Linked DNA regions of Sus scrofa: regions 2, 3 and 4 are each linked to region 1. Evidence: chromatin contacts called from public Hi-C and HiChIP or PLAC-seq data. All regions are on one chromosome and are shown on one strand. The core of a region is the stretch at or near the end of the contact, and the rest is flanking DNA. Distances in the headings are between cores, read along the strand shown. Region 1 overlaps RAD51B (DNA repair protein RAD51 homolog 2). Region 2 has its middle 120 kb from the start of ZFP36L1. Region 3 has its middle 170 kb from the start of ZFP36L1. Region 4 overlaps RAD51B (DNA repair protein RAD51 homolog 2).

Region 1 (3,966 bases), core at 804-3,303:
CTTTCTGCCTTACATTTCTTTTTTCTTTTTTGGTCTTTTTTTTTAGGGCTGCACCTGAGGCATATGGAGGTTCCCAGGCGAGGGGTTGAATTGAAGCTGGAGCTGTTGGCCTACACCACAGCCACAGCAATGCGGGATCTGAGCTGCATCTTCGACCTCCACCACAGCTCATGGCAATGCCGGACCCTTAACCCACTGAGCAAGACCAGGGATGGAACCTGCGTCCTCATGGATGCTGGTCAGATTCGTTTCCACTGAGCTGTGACGGGAACTCCTGCCCTTCATTCTGAATGTCCAAATCCTACCTATTCTTTGAACCCCATAAAAATGCTACTACCTCTTCCAGAAAGCTCCTCCAGCCTGAGGTAGTCTCCCTCTGAGTCATCGCCCTCTATTTGTACCTCTCAAACAGTAGTTACTGTTTTCTTTACCAGTTTATGGTTCCCGTTACCTGAATCTCCTGCCATGGATTTGAAGGCGGAGATCTTCACCATTATGGCTTCTTCTGCTAGTCTCCCTGCCCTCTGGTATGGGGCTGTATATATAACAGAAGCTCAGTGATGAAATAAAAAAAACGGGTGACCCTCAGAAGCTCTGACATATCCATTTTGAGGATTGATCTGGCACCCCATCCCCGAACTTGGGGGACTTAGAAGATACCATAGAAAAGAGCAGTCTACCCCGTCAATCACCGCCAAGATTCTCTGCCTGGGCAGGACCAAAGTCAAGCCTTTGGTTTCAGCTTGCTATAGCATCACATGTTTTTCCTGGCCTGATCCCACTTCCAAGAGGCTCAGAAAGTGGAAAAGGAGCCGTAGAACAGAAAGTGCTGGGCATAGGAACCTCAGGCTGCCCTGAGGATGGTGACACCTTCTAGGGATAGTGCCTGTGTCTTTTTAAAGTATAGGTATGACCCTCCTCTGGAGCCACCCAGCCTAGCCCTCCTCCTCCGAGGGGGGTGTCGAGAGACTGGTGTGGAGAAGACAGCACAAAGATGTCAGGAACTTTGGGTAGGATGGCAGGAACTCCAGGCCATCCTGGAGGCTGTTTTTACAGAGTTCTGGTCCTGGCAGGGTAGATGAGTTCCTGCAAAAGAGCCCCAGCTTTAGGAAAAAGTGAGTTTTCCTTTTGTAGCCCAGGGAAGCAGACATGAACAGGCAGCCATGTGCTGAGAGTAAGCTGGCCCTGATTCCTCCCCTTTCTCTTCTCCAATTCCTGTGCCAGGCAGGCTTCCTTTAACAGTGCTAATGAATCCTTCCTCTCTTTTATATCCGTTCCCTTCCCACCCATTACCCCGATTCTCATATTGGTTGGGGGCAAAGGGCAGAGTAAAATGAGCTGGCCGCGGGAATGTGTTAGGCAGAGTTGCTTCCTGTAGGGGCAGGTGCTGGGCCTGGCTTTCTTTCTATTCCTTTCTTTCTGTCTATGAGATGCAGGACCTCCACCAAAACGTGTCCAGCCAAGAAAACTGGAGTGAGAAGCAGTTGAGATCGCTCAGAAATAGGACTTTGCATGCATCCACGATTTTCGAGCTTGCTAACTTTTTAACCCTCTCTCAGTCTCCCCCACGATCAGCAAGATTAAATGGTATCCGATGGACTCGCCAGCAATGGCGCTGCTCAACACATCTATTACTTTCATCTGTATGCGAAGGTCCTCCTGAGAAACAAGGAAGCAAGCCCACTGACTCTAAAATCAACAGGGTTCAACAGGGACCCTATTATCTCATTTCAACTGGATGCCTGGGCTAATAAAACCCATTGCTAAACTAACCAAACCTTTCCTCTAGCTGTGCCAAATGTCTGCGACAGAAATCCTCCATGCCAGGGATTTTCCTCCTTGTCCAAGACTTAGAAAAAGGTTGTTTTCTCAGCTGCTTTGAAGCCCAGGAAGAGAGCCAGGGAGGCAAACAAGCCAGCCAGTCTTGCATCAGATAATTCAACAGGCTTTTGATAACCTCAAGTCTTCTGTCCTTTCCCCAGGTTGAGCTGAACTCTCCAAGCCAAGGGACAGAAGGGCCGGAAATGCTCCAGACAGGAAGATCTCTGTGGCTGGAAGGAGGCCACAGGATCAGGGGGGCCTTAAGTATACTCAGTGATCCTCAAAGGAATTCCCTAGGCATTGTGTTAAGAGAGCTGGAGGGAAAGGTGGCAGAGGTCCAGGGCCCAGTCCATATCTGGACTGTATACTGATTAGAATCTGCTTCATCACTTGGAAAATCACTCTCCATGGAACACTGAAGCCTCGTACCAACAGCTTTGCAAGATGATGAGGGGAGAGTAGAGAGGGATTTAATGGTGTCTGAACTGCCTTCTCAAAATAGGGGAGCGAGATCTGTAGAAGTAATAGAGTGCTGGAAAATGACAGGGTGGAAAAATGAACCGTGTTTGAGCAGGCATGAATGTATTAATTTATCTACATGTGGCCTATTTCACAACTTTTCCTACAGAAATGAAGGGCAGAAATCTGAAGTTGATCCGAATCCCTTATGAAATATAATTCTAAGCCCTGGGAAGAGCCTCCTAGAAAGTTTGGCCCTGAGGCGACAAGATCTTATTCCCCCCAAGAGTGTCATTACGCTCTTTTATAATATCTCTCTGGGTGAGGTGATCACTTAAAAACGTTTAAATAATTTACTAGGTTTCCAAAGTTTATAAACTAAAAGAGCCCGTTCCTTAAATAAAACATTAATTTCTTCAGATCAATAGGCTATTAACTTAGTACATTATGGGATGGTAAGAGTTCTGGGTTAGCGTGGAGTTTTGAGTTTATTATTTTCCCCATCATTTTATTATGAAAAATTTCAAAACATGCAGCAAAATTAGAAGAATTTTATAGTGAATACCCATAAGCCTATCCTTTATCTATCCATCCATCAATCCATCTTATTATTTTGTTGTTTTGAATCAGAGTAAATTGCAAACATCACTGCACTTTCCTCTAAATACTTTCACATGCATGTAATTAACTATAAGCTTAATATTTGTTCACATATTTTAAAAACCATGTTAGGTTTTCTTTTTCCGTGAACTTTATTTGTAATACAAAAGGGTTAGTGATTCTTCCAAAATTTTACTAAAATCAGAGAGAATTTAGTGACTACACACATATGGTAGTACGCAAATTTATACCATCAGAGAATGTCTATCATTAAGTCTTTCTACATTAAATATCAGCTTTATTGAGGTAAATTTACATACAATAAAATTCTTTTTTTTTTTTTTTTTTGGCTTTTTTAGGGCCACACTCACAGCATGTGAAAGTTCCCAAGCTAGGGGTCTAATTGGAGCTGTAGCCACTGGCTTACGCCACAGCAACTCAGGATCCAAGCTGCATCTGCAACCTACACCACAGCTCATGGCAACACTGGATCCTTAACCCACTGAGTGAAGCCAGGGATCGAACCCACGTCCTCATGAATACTAGTCAGGTTCGTTAACCACGGAGCCATGACAGGAACTCCAAACTTCTTTTTTGATATAGGTGTTTAAGCTATAAAATTCTCTCCAAGCACTGCTTCTGCTGCATCTCATATGTTTTGGTATACTATATTTTTGTTTTTGTTTTCTCAAAGTATTTTTTTCCTTTGGCCACACCCATAGCACACAGAAGTTCTGGAGCCATGGGTAGAACCCAAGCCATAACAGTGACAACACTGAATCCTCAGCTACAGGACCATCAGGGAACTCCTCAAAGTATTTTCTAATTTCTCTGGTTATTTATCCTTTCACTTGTTTCTTATTTAGAACTGAGTGTTTAATATGCACACATTTGAGAATTTCCCAAATTTCCTTCTATTATTATTAATTTTATTCCATTGTGATTGGTTTGCATGGTTTCATACTTTTAAATTATGGTCTATCTAGGAGAATGTTCCCTATATGTTCCATATATCTGCTACTGTTTGGTAGAGTGTTCTATAGATGCCTATTAGGTCTACTTGGTTTATAGTCTTATTTAGGTCTT
Region 2 (3,966 bases), core at 1,002-3,501, 220 kb before region 1:
TTCTTTTTTGTTGTTATATTTGTTCCTATCCCATCCCTTAACCCCTAGACTCAGCCACCGAAGGAAGTGGTTTCAGGAAACGCAAGAGATCCTGTGTTGCAGCAGGGGCGGGAAAGGGTGCCCAGATTTCACATGAGGAAAGGGGCCAGATCTGTGTTCTCCATCACTGAATTCCCAGTACCCTGCCCGTTGCAGCATGTAGAGGCTCAGACTAAGAGTTGGTCACAGAGAGTTCATTTGCGTTGCCCGAAATCCCACAGTAAATCAGCAGCAAAGCTGGGAGGAGACGCTGCTCTTTCACCTCACAGCCAGGTCTTTGCAGGAAGTCACTGCATCCTTTGGATGGCTTTAGGTGTCAATTAGCTGTCCCCGGGGAAGCAGGAGGCCAGAGCTGGGACATGAAGCTCAGGACTGGCTTCGAGATTGTGCCTTGGACAGGATGGGCAGGGCTCAAAGGCCTGGAAGAGCTGGGAAGGCCTTGCTTTGGGTAAAATTGGGCCTCCCTGCAGCAAGTGGCATGGGGATGGACTTGGCCGTGAAGTTGGAGTTCCCCTGACCCCAAAGTCAAGCAGCCAGATTAGGACTCAGGCAGCTACAGAAGCTCCCAGAAAGGATCTTCTCCCAGCCCTGCCCTGTGGTGCTGAGGCTGGCTTCTCTGAAGACAGGCTCCAGACAGCCCAGAGCAAAAGCAGTGCCTCTGCCCATTCCTCCCTTTTTTTTTTTTTTTTTTTTTTTTTTAATTTTTTGTCTTTTGTCTTTTTTTTTTTTTTTTGCTGCTGTTGTTGTTGTTGCTATTTCTTGGGCTGCTCCCGCGGCATATGGAGGTTCCCAGGCTAGGGGTTGAATCGGAGCTGTAGCCACCGGCCTACGCCAGAGCCACAGCAACGCGGGATCCGAGCCGCGTCTGTAACCTACACCACAGCTCACAGCAACGCCGGATCGTTACCCCACTGAGCAAGGGCAGGGATCGAACCCGCAACCTCATGGTTCCTAGTCGGATTCGTTAACCACTGCGCCACGACGGGAACTCCCCATTCCTCCCTTTTGGCCTCTATTCTCTTTCTTAAGGAGAAGACCTCCTGCTTTTTTTTTTTTTTTTTATCACCTGGGTTCAGACAACCCCTTTCCCCGTGGACAGTTCTGACTAGACCAGAATGTGAGCAGGTGGAAAGCTGCGACTTTCCAAGAGTCTCTCTGTTTGGACTGACCGCTCTGCGCATCCTGATCCTGAGAGCCAAGGGAATGAGGGTGCGGCAGAGAGGCAGCCACTGCACCAGGCTTCAGAACAGCTTCGTTGGCTGTGCCTCAGTTTCCCCACCAGGAGCCTGGCATGGAGGGGTTTTGCAAAGCCAATTCGGGGAAATTCCTGAGACTGGAGGCAGCTCTGGTCCTTTCCAGATCCTCTTCTTCAGACTTCCCCAGAGTCAGATGTCCAGCCACACAAATTCTTCTTGTCCATTCTGTGGCCCAAACAGCCTAGGGCACGTTGGAGGCTGGAGACAATGGTGGTTTCGCTGAGGCCATCAGAAAAAGCGTGCTCGGCCACAGGCTGGGCCCATGCGATGCTCATGAAACTGGAGGGGGCTGCCCAGCTTCCCTGTGGGACAGAGCTCGCTCACTGGGTCCAGCAAAGGCCTCGTTCAATTGGCCTGTCTTCTTTCCTCTCTGCTGGGGGCTGTCCTTCTCCTTCTTTCTCCGACGGCCCTCTTCTTTCTAAGCTCTCAGCACCATGGAACTGCACGGCCTCTGAGACCTGGAGCATCTCAAAGAGCCAGCTTTTTTCCAGCCAGCTCCATCGCTGTGAAGAGTCTGAGGGCTTTTTCTTTTAAAGATAAGTTGGGGAAAGGGTTAGAAGTGCTGAGAAGTCACGTCTGTTTCTTCTTTCTTTTCCTTTCCCCCTCTGGGGCTGAGAGACTAGATTTTTTTCCTTTTTACAGTACATTTTGGCAGGCCCCATTTTTTTTCTGACAGAAAAAAAAAATAACAGGCATATTTTGGGCGATTACTCAACTGGGGTCCTTTGTGACAGGATATGCAGCTGCGTGACTAATGGAGCTGGCTTTCTCCTGGCTTCCTTCCCCTTTCAGAGCTCTTGTTTACTGCCCTATACAAAAAAAAAAAAAAAAAAAAAAAAAAAAAAAGCCATAAGTTACAGATTTTTATAAAAAAAAATGCCTCGTGAGATACTCAAAGGCAATAAATCCTCTGGATATTCCATTTCCAGGGCTGCAAACTCCCCGCCCTCTCCCACTTTTTCTTTTCAAATGTTCAAGCTCTTGACTCACAACATGTGAATCTTCTCCCACCCCACAGGCCCGCTTTCTTGTGAACATATGTCCAGCAGATCATCTATGTGAGTGTGTCTGAGTGTGTGTGTGTGTGTGTGTGTGTGTGTGAGAGAGAGAGAGAGAGAGAGAGAGAGAGAGAGAGTGGGGGGTGGGGGAGGGGTGCACGATGAAAACCATATTTTTGCTGCTTAACTCAGCAATTGCTAAAGGAAGGAATAATGACTTCCAGGGGCCTCGGGACATTTTTTTTTTTTTTTCTTCTTTTCCAAGGCTTTTGTGTTTCCATAATCTATGACAATTTTGTGGTGTAAGCAAAAGTTATTAGGAAACATGGAACTAACTACACGGGGTAGGGTATGTTCTTTGCAGGGACGGATGGTCTCTTTACAGAGGAAATCCAAATTTGGCTGGCTTTGGAATTCAGAATTCTTGGGCTTCCCATAGAACTTTTGGGAGAAACTCTCTAGCTTGCAGTGTTTGACCACTGGAACTGGCCTTTGGTTTTTCTAGAGATCAATCAGTTTGTTATTTGAGGAGGTGTCTGGCCTAGGGATGGGAAAAGCTGACTGACTCGTTAGGATTGATGGAGACAGGTGGGTGCAGATGAGATGCAAAGTTGGTGGCCGAGCGATGGGTGGAGTCTTGTGTGATCTGGAGGAAGTCACTTAATATATGCAAGTCTCAGTGGCTCCTACGTTAAAATTAGGATAGGGAGTTTCCGTCATGGCGCAGCAGAAACAAATCTGACTAGTAGCCATGAGGATGCAGGTTCGATCCCTGGCCTCAGCAGAAACAAATCTGACTAGTAGCCATGAGGATGCAGGTTCGATCCCTGGCCTCGCTCAGTGGGTTAAGGATCTGGCGTTGCCGTGAGCTGTGGTGTAGGTCGCAGACAAAACTCAGATCCCATGTGGCTGTGGCTGTGGTGTAGGTTGGCAGCTGCAACTTCCATTTGATCCCTAGCCTGGGAATTTCCATATGCTGAGGGTGTGGCCCTAAAAAACCAAAGAAAAAAACCAACAACAAAAAAATCAGGGTAGAGTTTCCTCTCCTCCAGGTTGCTGGCAAGGGAAGGGAGGTGGTAGAAGTTCAAGGCACGGGGGAAACTGGACAGAAAGATGCAGGGCTTAGTCCTAATGCTTCTTCCTCTGGGGCCGGCTCAAGCTCTCAACAGAGGAGAGAGCCTTGTTCCCTGGGAACTCTGGTGCCATGTGATGAAGGGGAGAGTGGTTCTTGACACAGTGGCCCAGGACAGAGTATTTCAGGGCTGTGTTCCAGGATGGTGCCATCTTCAGGTTGGCCCACTCCTTAGCTATCTTCCACGCGGGGCTCAGAAGCAGAACTGATCACGTTCCTTTTCTACTTAAGACATGAGCTCATCAAACCTAATCAGCAGGCACCACTCACCCCATCTTGCCCGCTTTGTTTTTTGTACCTGACTCATCCTTTGCCCGGACTCTGCCCATGAAGAGTGAACCCAGACACAGGTCCCTGTAGCCCCTGGCACAGCCTTTTCCCTGAATGTTGTTTGGAGGCTCGTCTCTTCCTTTATCTTCTCTGTTCTTCCTGTTCCTCGCTGTTAGACCTTGCTCACTTGTCATCTCTTAGAAGTTTTCATCTAAAACTTAGCCCCTTGCAGACTCCCCACTGATTAAGAACCCCTCAAATGGATCCTCCA
Region 3 (3,966 bases), core at 469-2,968, 180 kb before region 1:
GAAGAGGGGGAGAGGAGGCTGGGGGCGCCCCGAGGGTGACTGGCAGGCAGGGGAGCCAGATCCATGATCCAAGGCTGGTCTGGCTCTTCTATTATTGGCTCCGATCGCCCATTCAGTTGAAATTGTGGGGGAAATACCCGGAGGAGGCCCCCATTCAATCATCCTAAGTGGAATCTGATCTTTATCTTGGGATAAACATTCCAAATGGAAGGTGAGTGCTGGGAGATAAGGACGATAAGGAAACCATATGGCCCTGTCAGGAGGCTCCCAGGGCCTTATTCTGGAAAGGAGTAATGAATCCAAAGGGCCATCAGCTCCGTTCTGTTTCTAGGAAGCAGAAGCCCCAGAGCCCCCAACAGGGATGGAACTCACTGACCCCAGGCAGGGGGGACTGGCACTCAGAACCTCTCTAGCTTTCTCTGGGGAGCCCCCACCCAACTCTTGTCCCCCTTCCTTCACACCAAGGCTCTTCAGGCTGCTGTAAATGGAGCCCCAATCTCTAATCTGAGTTTAGCAACTCCCGAACTTGGAGGTCAGGATCCGGATCCCCACCCACCTCTTGATTTGGCAAAATTTCCAGAAACTCCACCTCTGTGCATCCCGTCTCCTCCCCAGCCCCCACCTTGGGAAGAGGGGCTTTCCTGGAAGGGATGGAGGTTTTGGGGGGCTCCTGGAACACAGGGCCACGTGGCAGGGCTGAGAACAGTCAATGGTGGGGGAGGGCAGGTAATATGAGCGCCAGAGAAAGGGATCCGGGGCTGAGGGGAGGGGGAGAGGGAGGTGACGGGCTTTTGAGCACGTTCTCTCCTCCCCTAAGTCACAAGGCACCTCATCCTTCATTCCTGGGGCTCTGCAGGTCTCGCACAGCTGCTCTCTAACCCCCAACCGGAGACAGTCAGAGGCATTTGGTTTAGGTACAAAATCGGGTGCTTGAAGCAGAGAGGGTGGCTTCACAGTGGTGGTGTGACAGCAGTCACAGATAAGCATAAGAATAACACGACGAATAACCAGATTTACAGAGGGTTCATTTCGTGCTGGTGCCTTCCTTGATGGTCTGTTAAAGCCACAAGAGCTCTCTGTGAGCGAGGTGGCATTTTACCTAGGAGGAAACTGAGGCTCAGAGAAGCTAAGTCACTTGTCCAAGATTGCACAGCCAGGAAGAGCTAGAGCTGGGGGGTCATTCCCAAGAGGTGAATCTTGAAGTCCAAGTTCTTGATAGAGACAGGACCCAGCACAGGATGGCTCCTGTCAGACTGCCACGGCCAGTGACAAGCAATTAGAAGAGACTTTCCTGTCCACACAGTGGATCAACCAGGGTATGACGGGCAGTTGCGCCTGGATGCCAACCAAGTGGGCCTGTGCCGTGGTCTCACACCTTGCTCGGGGGGACAGCCCGAGCCCACTGTTGTCCAAAGAGTGCTGGCTGAGAAGATGCCACCCCCTCCGCCCCCACCCCCAGCAGGGGGGCATCTTAGGGAGAGGTGGGAACAACTGTAGCGGTGGCGGGGATGGGGGTTGGGGAGGCCCACAGAGTTCTGGCCACAGGCTTCCATGCCTCAGGCTGGCCCTGGCGGATGGCCTCCGTTTGGGGCTTTTCTGTGCTCTGAGCACATCTCAACATTTGGAGAAAAACAAGAAAGCGAACAATAGAGGCTTGTGGGCTGGAGGACAGGGCCGACCTCCCCCTGGGACCCAGCACTGTTCATAAACTGCCCCAGCTGCGCTCTCACGGGCTGGGATGTCACTGGAGCCTGGCTGAATCACAGCCTTGTCCTTACTGGGGGCCTGCGACTGGCTCCTTTTATACAGCACTGGTGGGGGCGGGGGGGGGGGGATGCAAATGCTGGTGGGGGGAGCCAGGCACTCAGGGGGAGGCACGCTTTCTTGCCTGAATTTAGGAAATCACACAGAAAAAGATGCATCCGAGCCTTGGTATTGAAGCTCTGCCAAGTCGTCCTCCACTGACATGTCCTGATCAGAGCCGTTTGCCCTGCACGAAAAGAATCCGCTTTCTATCAAGTGGACTCTGGGCTCTGCCCCAGAGGCTTGCGCTCCAAAGGACCAGAAGAGTAAGTGGGACTGACTGACCCGAGCAGAGAGCAGCTCAGCCAGCCCGCCCTGGGTACCATGCTGGGGGTGGGGTGGGGGGCCAGGGGTGGGCTTCTCTGAGCTGCCCCCCTCAGGCTTTTCAGACAGCTGCTTCCCATCCTCACAGCTGAGGGCAGCAGGGCAGGGTGTGTTAGGCCAAGAAAGAGTCAGAGGGTAGAAGGGGACAAAGCGGCGCTCAGACCCACTTTGCCTTCATGGCCGATCCAGTGACGCCAACAGGGGCCCCATCAGCGACATTCCCTGCCCGGGTGCTCCCAGATCTACCCCCCGGACCCCCAGACCACGGTGAGGGGCTGACGTGGAGCGTCCCCGCCTGGATGGCATCCCTGGAAAAGGCTGGAGTGTTTCTAAAGCGGCTGTTCAGACATCACATCACAGTCCCAGACGGCCGAGAGGCTCTTGCACTCACTTGGCCGCCCTCCCTGGGAAATGCTTTGGATCAGACAGCATTTCTGGGTTGTTTTGGCCTGAGGAAAGTGGTAAGAAGTCGGCAAGACTCCTATGGTTGGAGGAAAAGTCAGCGAATTGACTTGAGAAAAGCCTTCGTAAAGAACCATCCCGCGGTGTGAAGGGCAGCATCAGAGGGCTGAGACGGAACACACCAGTGTGGGCGAGGAGGTCCCCCCGCCCCCCGAGGAGAGGAACTTGGGGCAAAGAGAGAGGAATTTAGAGACAACTGGTTTGGCTTCCGAAGGAGAAAGAAAGGGTTTGGTGCGTGCGTGTGCGCATGCGTGCGTGTCTAAGGCGCTCCGAACGGCTGGGCTGGGTCACTCTGGCGATGCGCCCTCTGCAGTCTGGTGCCAAAGAGGTCTTCCCGAGGGTCTCCTGTCCTTCTGTTCCTCTGTCCCTTAGCAGGCTCTTGGCATGGATGCTGAGGCTGTGAGGGTTCTCTTGCCCTCAGAGCTCTCCCAGGCCAGCCAGGGATGGTGACACGGGGTGGAAAGGGTAAGGACAGAGGGAGGGCAGAGGGGCCGCCGTGGGAGGGCAGAGACAGCAGAAGCCTGAGCCGAGTCTTCAAGGAAGAGCCAGGAGTCAGCCAGGCAGCCCAAGAGGAAGGACAGCTAATCCGGGCTGAGGGCATGGGCTGTGCACCGGCTAGGAGGGGAAGCATGCCCCCGCCCTAACCCCGGGACAGCTGGGACAATGACGGTGAGAGCAGAGGAAGAGGCCAGCCCTGCATTCTTTGCTTTTGACTCTCAGGGTTTTCTGACAGCCGGGCACATGCAGGCCGTGCAAACCTTCTGGCGCGAGGGCCTCTGTTGAGTTCCATCCCTTCTGGCACATCACTTCAAGGCCTTCCTTGCCCATGGCCTTGGTGCCGGGGTGACCCCCACGGTGACCGTGTCCGTAGGCCATCCTCTCCTTTCGTACCTAAGGCTTTCCTGAAAATCCACTGGTCTGACACGCGAGTGGCAAGCAGCTGACTTGCACGTTTTAAGGGAAGGTTCTGTTCCCAGGAAGCTAAACAATATTATCACTGTTATTTGCTGCAGTTTCCAGTCTCACGGCATCTCCTTCACCTTAGCCCCCCAAATCTGTTATTAAATCAGCGAAGCTTTAGAACCGAAGAAATATGGTAAATCTCTAATCACACACCCCCCCTTTAGATAGAATCTCTGACTGGGTATGTCCAGAATTTCATCTAAACTCTCTAGTTTTATTCTTTTCCTTCACGACTGAACCCACAGTTGACTGGCTTACATCCAGTGAGCATCTGATTGAGGCTAAATATCCCCCATGTTCTGCATGCCTAATGATTTCCATCTTTGTCTCAATTATTTTAGGTTTATGAGACCTGCCCTTCTTATCACTAGCATCAGCACTTCATTTTTCCATTTTCCACTCATTCTTTTAAAA
Region 4 (3,966 bases), core at 513-3,012, 130 kb before region 1:
ACAGCTCCCTTCTTCTTCGTGGGCAAATGTGTAGCAAGTGAAGCAAACAGAAGAGACAGGCTTGAGAAGCATGTGGCAGCCGTCCAGCACCTCCGGCTCAGCGGTGCCCAGCACAGGGGACCGTCATCCTGCTTCTGGGCTTCTCCCAGCATCCACTTCCCACAGGCCTGGCGTGTGTCACCTGCTATAGGATCCTGAGCTCCAATCCCACGGTGGCTGCCTTTTCCAGGCAGCCTCCCTTAATCGATCATGGGAGGCTGTCACGCCTCAGCAAAACGGTAACAAGTAAGAACCAGGGGCTCAACTTGCTTCAATAAGAAGAAGAGCTTACGTCAAAGGAAGGAGAGAAGAGAAGGCTGATGGGGGCGATATACGAGGCGACACTGCCCCTATGGTGAGAGGAGGGGACGGGGCTGCCTGGCCCTTCTCCGGTGGATGGTCGCTGAGGAGAACCTTGTGGGGCTGAGCTCCACCATCGCATCTCTGAGTTGAGGGTGGGTCTTCTTGGTGCCTCCCCCCCCACCGCCCCGTCAGCATCTATGGTAGCTCATGCTCTTAACATACCCTGAGACTGAGCAGGGGTCCCTAGACGCTCAGGTAGAAAGCCTGCAGGGATGTGATGGAATTAAGGTGACAGCCCTCCTCAGCCATGAGCCACCCAGCTGAGGCAGCTGGTGGTGTCAACCTTCAGCACTCCAGGCAGATCTGTCTATACCCGCAGTGGGAGCCCAGTGGAGGAATCCAGTTCCACTCCTCAGTCTTGGGAGACCACAAAGCTTTCTGAGCTCCAGGGGCCTTCAGCATGGACAGGCCTTCAGCCGAAGACGTGACGTCTCCAGGCCATCCTTGCTCTGGGAACCAGAGTCGGAGACATGTGAGCACCCCCAGCCCTGCGGGGCAGACAAAGGGTGTGAACGCCTCACTGCGGTGGCAAGCTGGGTGGAATTATAGGTGTTGATGCGAGGAGCAGCCAGACTGGTTTCAAGCTGTCACCTACTGTTGGAAAACTGGCTCCATTTTTTAACAGCTGTCACCTTGGCCCCACCTGAGCCTGGGCAGACCAGCTGGCTGGGCAGTTGGATGCGATGCATGGTAACTGTGGTCTCAGCCCTCCGTCGTCCCTCGCCAGTGAAGCCTTCCCAGATCCGCGGGACACCAGGCTCTTCAGGTCTTGCTGGAGGGACGGGCAGAGGCTGAGGCCAGCGAGAGCTTTCAGAATCAGCATCTGGGAGGACCCACTGATCAGTGGCCCTGGGGTGACCCGTGTGTGGACAAGCAGGGGATGAATGCGAGGTGTGGGTGGAGGCAGGGAGGGAGGCTTTGAACTGGGGCTCCGTCTGAAGTGAAAATAAATGTCAGCGCAACATGGACCAACATGCACCACGAACGCAGATCCTCCTGCCCAGGGACTGTGCGTGTGTGTGTGTCACTTGAAGAGCTAGGGAACAAGGAAAAGAAGGGGGGAAAATAGTCCTCGCTCTCCCTGTAACCATTAGAAAGAAGATGAAGTCCAAATTGCGTTCAGGGCTGCTGGGACAGAGGAAGAGAAGCAAGAATGGAAAAAACAGGCCATAAAGATGCCAGGGCTGCTTAAGCAGAAACATCTGTTGAAGTCATAAGACTCGGGGGTCTGGTCAGGCTTCTAACAAACCCAGGAAGAGGAGAGTCTGTGCTGGATCAGGACGAGCCTCGTCTACCCGTGCAGGGCCTCTGGGACCAGCATACGTGCGGAGGAGACACCTTCTCCAGGGCTCAGCCCCGGCCGGGCTTCCAGAAGGAGAGGAAGCGAGAGGGAGAGGGAGGAAGCGCCGCCGTCCCTGAGTTGGGAGGGGCCCGCGGCGGTCATGGGGGCAGGGATGTGACAGCAGTTTTGAGCCTATATTTATGTCAAGCTCTAAACTCCCTGGGGTCGCCTGGTAAGCCACATGTCTCAACTTCTGCAGTGAAACAAATCTGAAGGCGAGAGAGGGAAGGGTCAGCTGCCCCCCGCACAGCATCACGGAGGCTGAGTTTGCAACTGGAGGCCACGCCCCTATTTGTTATCTTCTTCCGAGGCCAACCGTGCAAGGCCCACCTCTTCTGACAACCCTAAGCACGCGGCCGCTCACATGCATGGAAAACCACACACATCTCTCTGTCCCAGGATCCTTCTCAGCATCCCCTCATTGAATCCCCCAGCCATCCCGTCATCCCCAAACGGGTAGAGACTTGCATGGCATCTTCAGGGAGTTTGTTGTCTTCCTATAATCATCCCAGGAGGAAACTGAGGCTTAGCCTGGTTACGTGACTCACCCGGGTCACCAGCCGGCACCTTCCAGGGAGCGCCCAGGCACTGTCCTTCTCTCTCCTCCCCGGAACTCACCCCAAAAGCAACTCCAGCCCAGCACCGTTGGGAACCAGCTCTGCAAAATGAGCCTGGCATTCATGGGGACCTTAGGGTCCCAGCAGGCCCCATTATATTATCCCGGGAGAGCACAGAGGACTACGCTAGAGAACACACCAACACGGGACTCTGAGCAGTGGGTTAGTCCCCCCACCCCCGCCACCGGGAGAATCCTATCATCTCACAAGGAAACACAGAGATGGCAAAAGAAATGAAATCCAGGAGTTCCCTTCGTGGCTCAGCTGTTGATACACCCGACTAGGATCCATGAGGATGTGAGTTCGATCCCTGGTCTTGCGTAGCGGGTTGAGGATCCAGCATTGCTGTGAGCTGTGGTGTAGGTGGCAGACACGGCTCAGATCTGGCGTTGCTGTGGCTGTGATGTAGGCCAGTGGCTGCAGCTCCAATTCAACCCTAGACTGGGTACCTCCATATGCCACGGGTGTGGGCCTAAAATAAAAAAAAGAAAAAACAAAAGAAAGAACATCCAGACTCTGCACTACATCTTGGGAAACATGGCCACAGTGCTGTGTATGAGGCTCCATTAGCAAAGTCAGATGCTGCGTCTCCTCTTCCTAGAAGTCCCACCTCTCGGCCTGGCTCTGCCTGTTGGCTTTCATTCCGTCCTTCACCCCCAGCTACCCGCGCGACGGCAAGGGCGCTCACCGGCCTGGTTTCAATCATGGGGTAGGTAGCTGGGGATGAGAAGCCACTGCTGTTGGCTTCAGGATGCCTGATCAAAGGTCCCTACCGCCCTAGAAATGTAAAAGTGAAATAGAGGGCTGGCTGCAAGCCCACCTCCTGGGCTTGGGAAGCAAAGGGTTATTAGTGTCCTCTGGACAAGCCACCCTGTGCTGCTGATATTTACTAAGGTTGGAACCCACGGGTGCCAGGCCCCGGATCATGCCCACCTTTTATGGTACAGCGCCACCTCTGCTTTCCAGTGAGGAGACTGGAGCTCAGAGAGGGGGCTTAATGTACTCAGTGTCACCCAATTACAGAGCCGGGATTAGACGCCACGAGGTCGGAGGTGGAAGTACCTCTGTGTTCCCTCCTGGGCTCAGATGTGCTTCCAATCCCCTGGCCATCTTGCTAAAAGGTGTTCCCTGATTCAGCAGGGCCCTGAGACTCTGCCTCTGTAACCTGCTCTGCATGACGGCTGTGCCACAGGCTCCCGGACCCCACTCTGAGGATGGAGGTGTAACATCCCGCTGCCTTCCTTAACCTACATTTATTTGCGCCACGGGGGCTGTGGTGCCCCCGCCTCTTTGATACAACTTTGCCACCAGAATGGACTGAAACCGCCCCCCCCAACCCCCTGCCCCCAACACCCGTGCAGCTCGGTCAGCTCCGCCTGATTGCTGTTAATCATGTCTCTCCTCCTGGTTCCTTGCCTGGCTGTTGAAAAACCTATGTCCGCTTTGGGTGAGAAAGGCTGCTGGCAGGGCCTCTTGAGGGAGGCACAGCGTGGATGGCGGCCGGAGACCCGCTGCTCCCTGGGGGCCGGGATAAGACTTTGATGCTATTCTGTATTTTGGAGGCGGGAGGGAGGGGGAGTCTATGTGATGAAATCTCCCCCCCAT

What was found. Hi-C and Micro-C count contacts between places; a contact is called where the count stands out from the background. HiChIP or PLAC-seq counts read pairs in DNA pulled down with a chosen protein or histone mark.
Region 2: a contact with region 1 is called in an H3K27ac HiChIP or PLAC-seq map of skeletal muscle. The contact joins two enhancer-like sites. A contact is called at or near these places in 1 of 47 Hi-C or Micro-C datasets (embryonic fibroblasts) and 1 of 2 datasets of contacts at active chromatin or transcription factors (skeletal muscle).
Region 3: an H3K27ac HiChIP or PLAC-seq map of skeletal muscle shows a contact between it and region 1, with 2.8 times the contacts expected there. The contact joins two enhancer-like sites. A contact is called at or near these places in 1 of 47 Hi-C or Micro-C datasets (skeletal muscle) and 1 of 2 datasets of contacts at active chromatin or transcription factors (skeletal muscle).
Region 4: a Hi-C map of skeletal muscle shows a contact between it and region 1, with 4 times the contacts expected there. The contact joins two enhancer-like sites. A contact is called at or near these places in 1 of 47 Hi-C or Micro-C datasets (skeletal muscle) and 2 of 2 datasets of contacts at active chromatin or transcription factors (alveolar macrophages and skeletal muscle).

The regions. Positions count from the first base shown.
Region 1 is chr7:92,153,523-92,157,488 of Sscrofa11.1, reverse strand. All of the region lies in intron 10 of RAD51B (DNA repair protein RAD51 homolog 2), which reads right to left. Among named protein-coding and RNA genes, the nearest start is that of ZFP36L1, 340 kb to the left of the region's middle. Within about 2 kb of position 2,053, at least 18 of the 83 cell types and tissues checked have an H3K27ac peak or open chromatin away from gene starts, as enhancers often do. A contact at or near this core is called in skeletal muscle, where this site is marked.
Region 2 is chr7:92,377,161-92,381,126 of Sscrofa11.1, reverse strand. No RefSeq gene overlaps it. Among named protein-coding and RNA genes, the nearest start is that of ZFP36L1, 120 kb to the left of the region's middle. Within about 2 kb of position 2,251, at least 44 of the 83 cell types and tissues checked have an H3K27ac peak or open chromatin away from gene starts, as enhancers often do. A contact at or near this core is called in skeletal muscle, where this site is marked.
Region 3 is chr7:92,328,478-92,332,443 of Sscrofa11.1, reverse strand. No RefSeq gene overlaps it. Among named protein-coding and RNA genes, the nearest start is that of ZFP36L1, 170 kb to the left of the region's middle. Within about 2 kb of position 1,718, at least 42 of the 83 cell types and tissues checked have an H3K27ac peak or open chromatin away from gene starts, as enhancers often do. A contact at or near this core is called in skeletal muscle, where this site is marked.
Region 4 is chr7:92,281,702-92,285,667 of Sscrofa11.1, reverse strand. The region is part of intron 11 of RAD51B (DNA repair protein RAD51 homolog 2); the gene reads right to left. Among named protein-coding and RNA genes, the nearest start is that of ZFP36L1, 210 kb to the left of the region's middle. Within about 2 kb of position 1,762, at least 25 of the 83 cell types and tissues checked have an H3K27ac peak or open chromatin away from gene starts, as enhancers often do. A contact at or near this core is called in skeletal muscle, where this site is marked.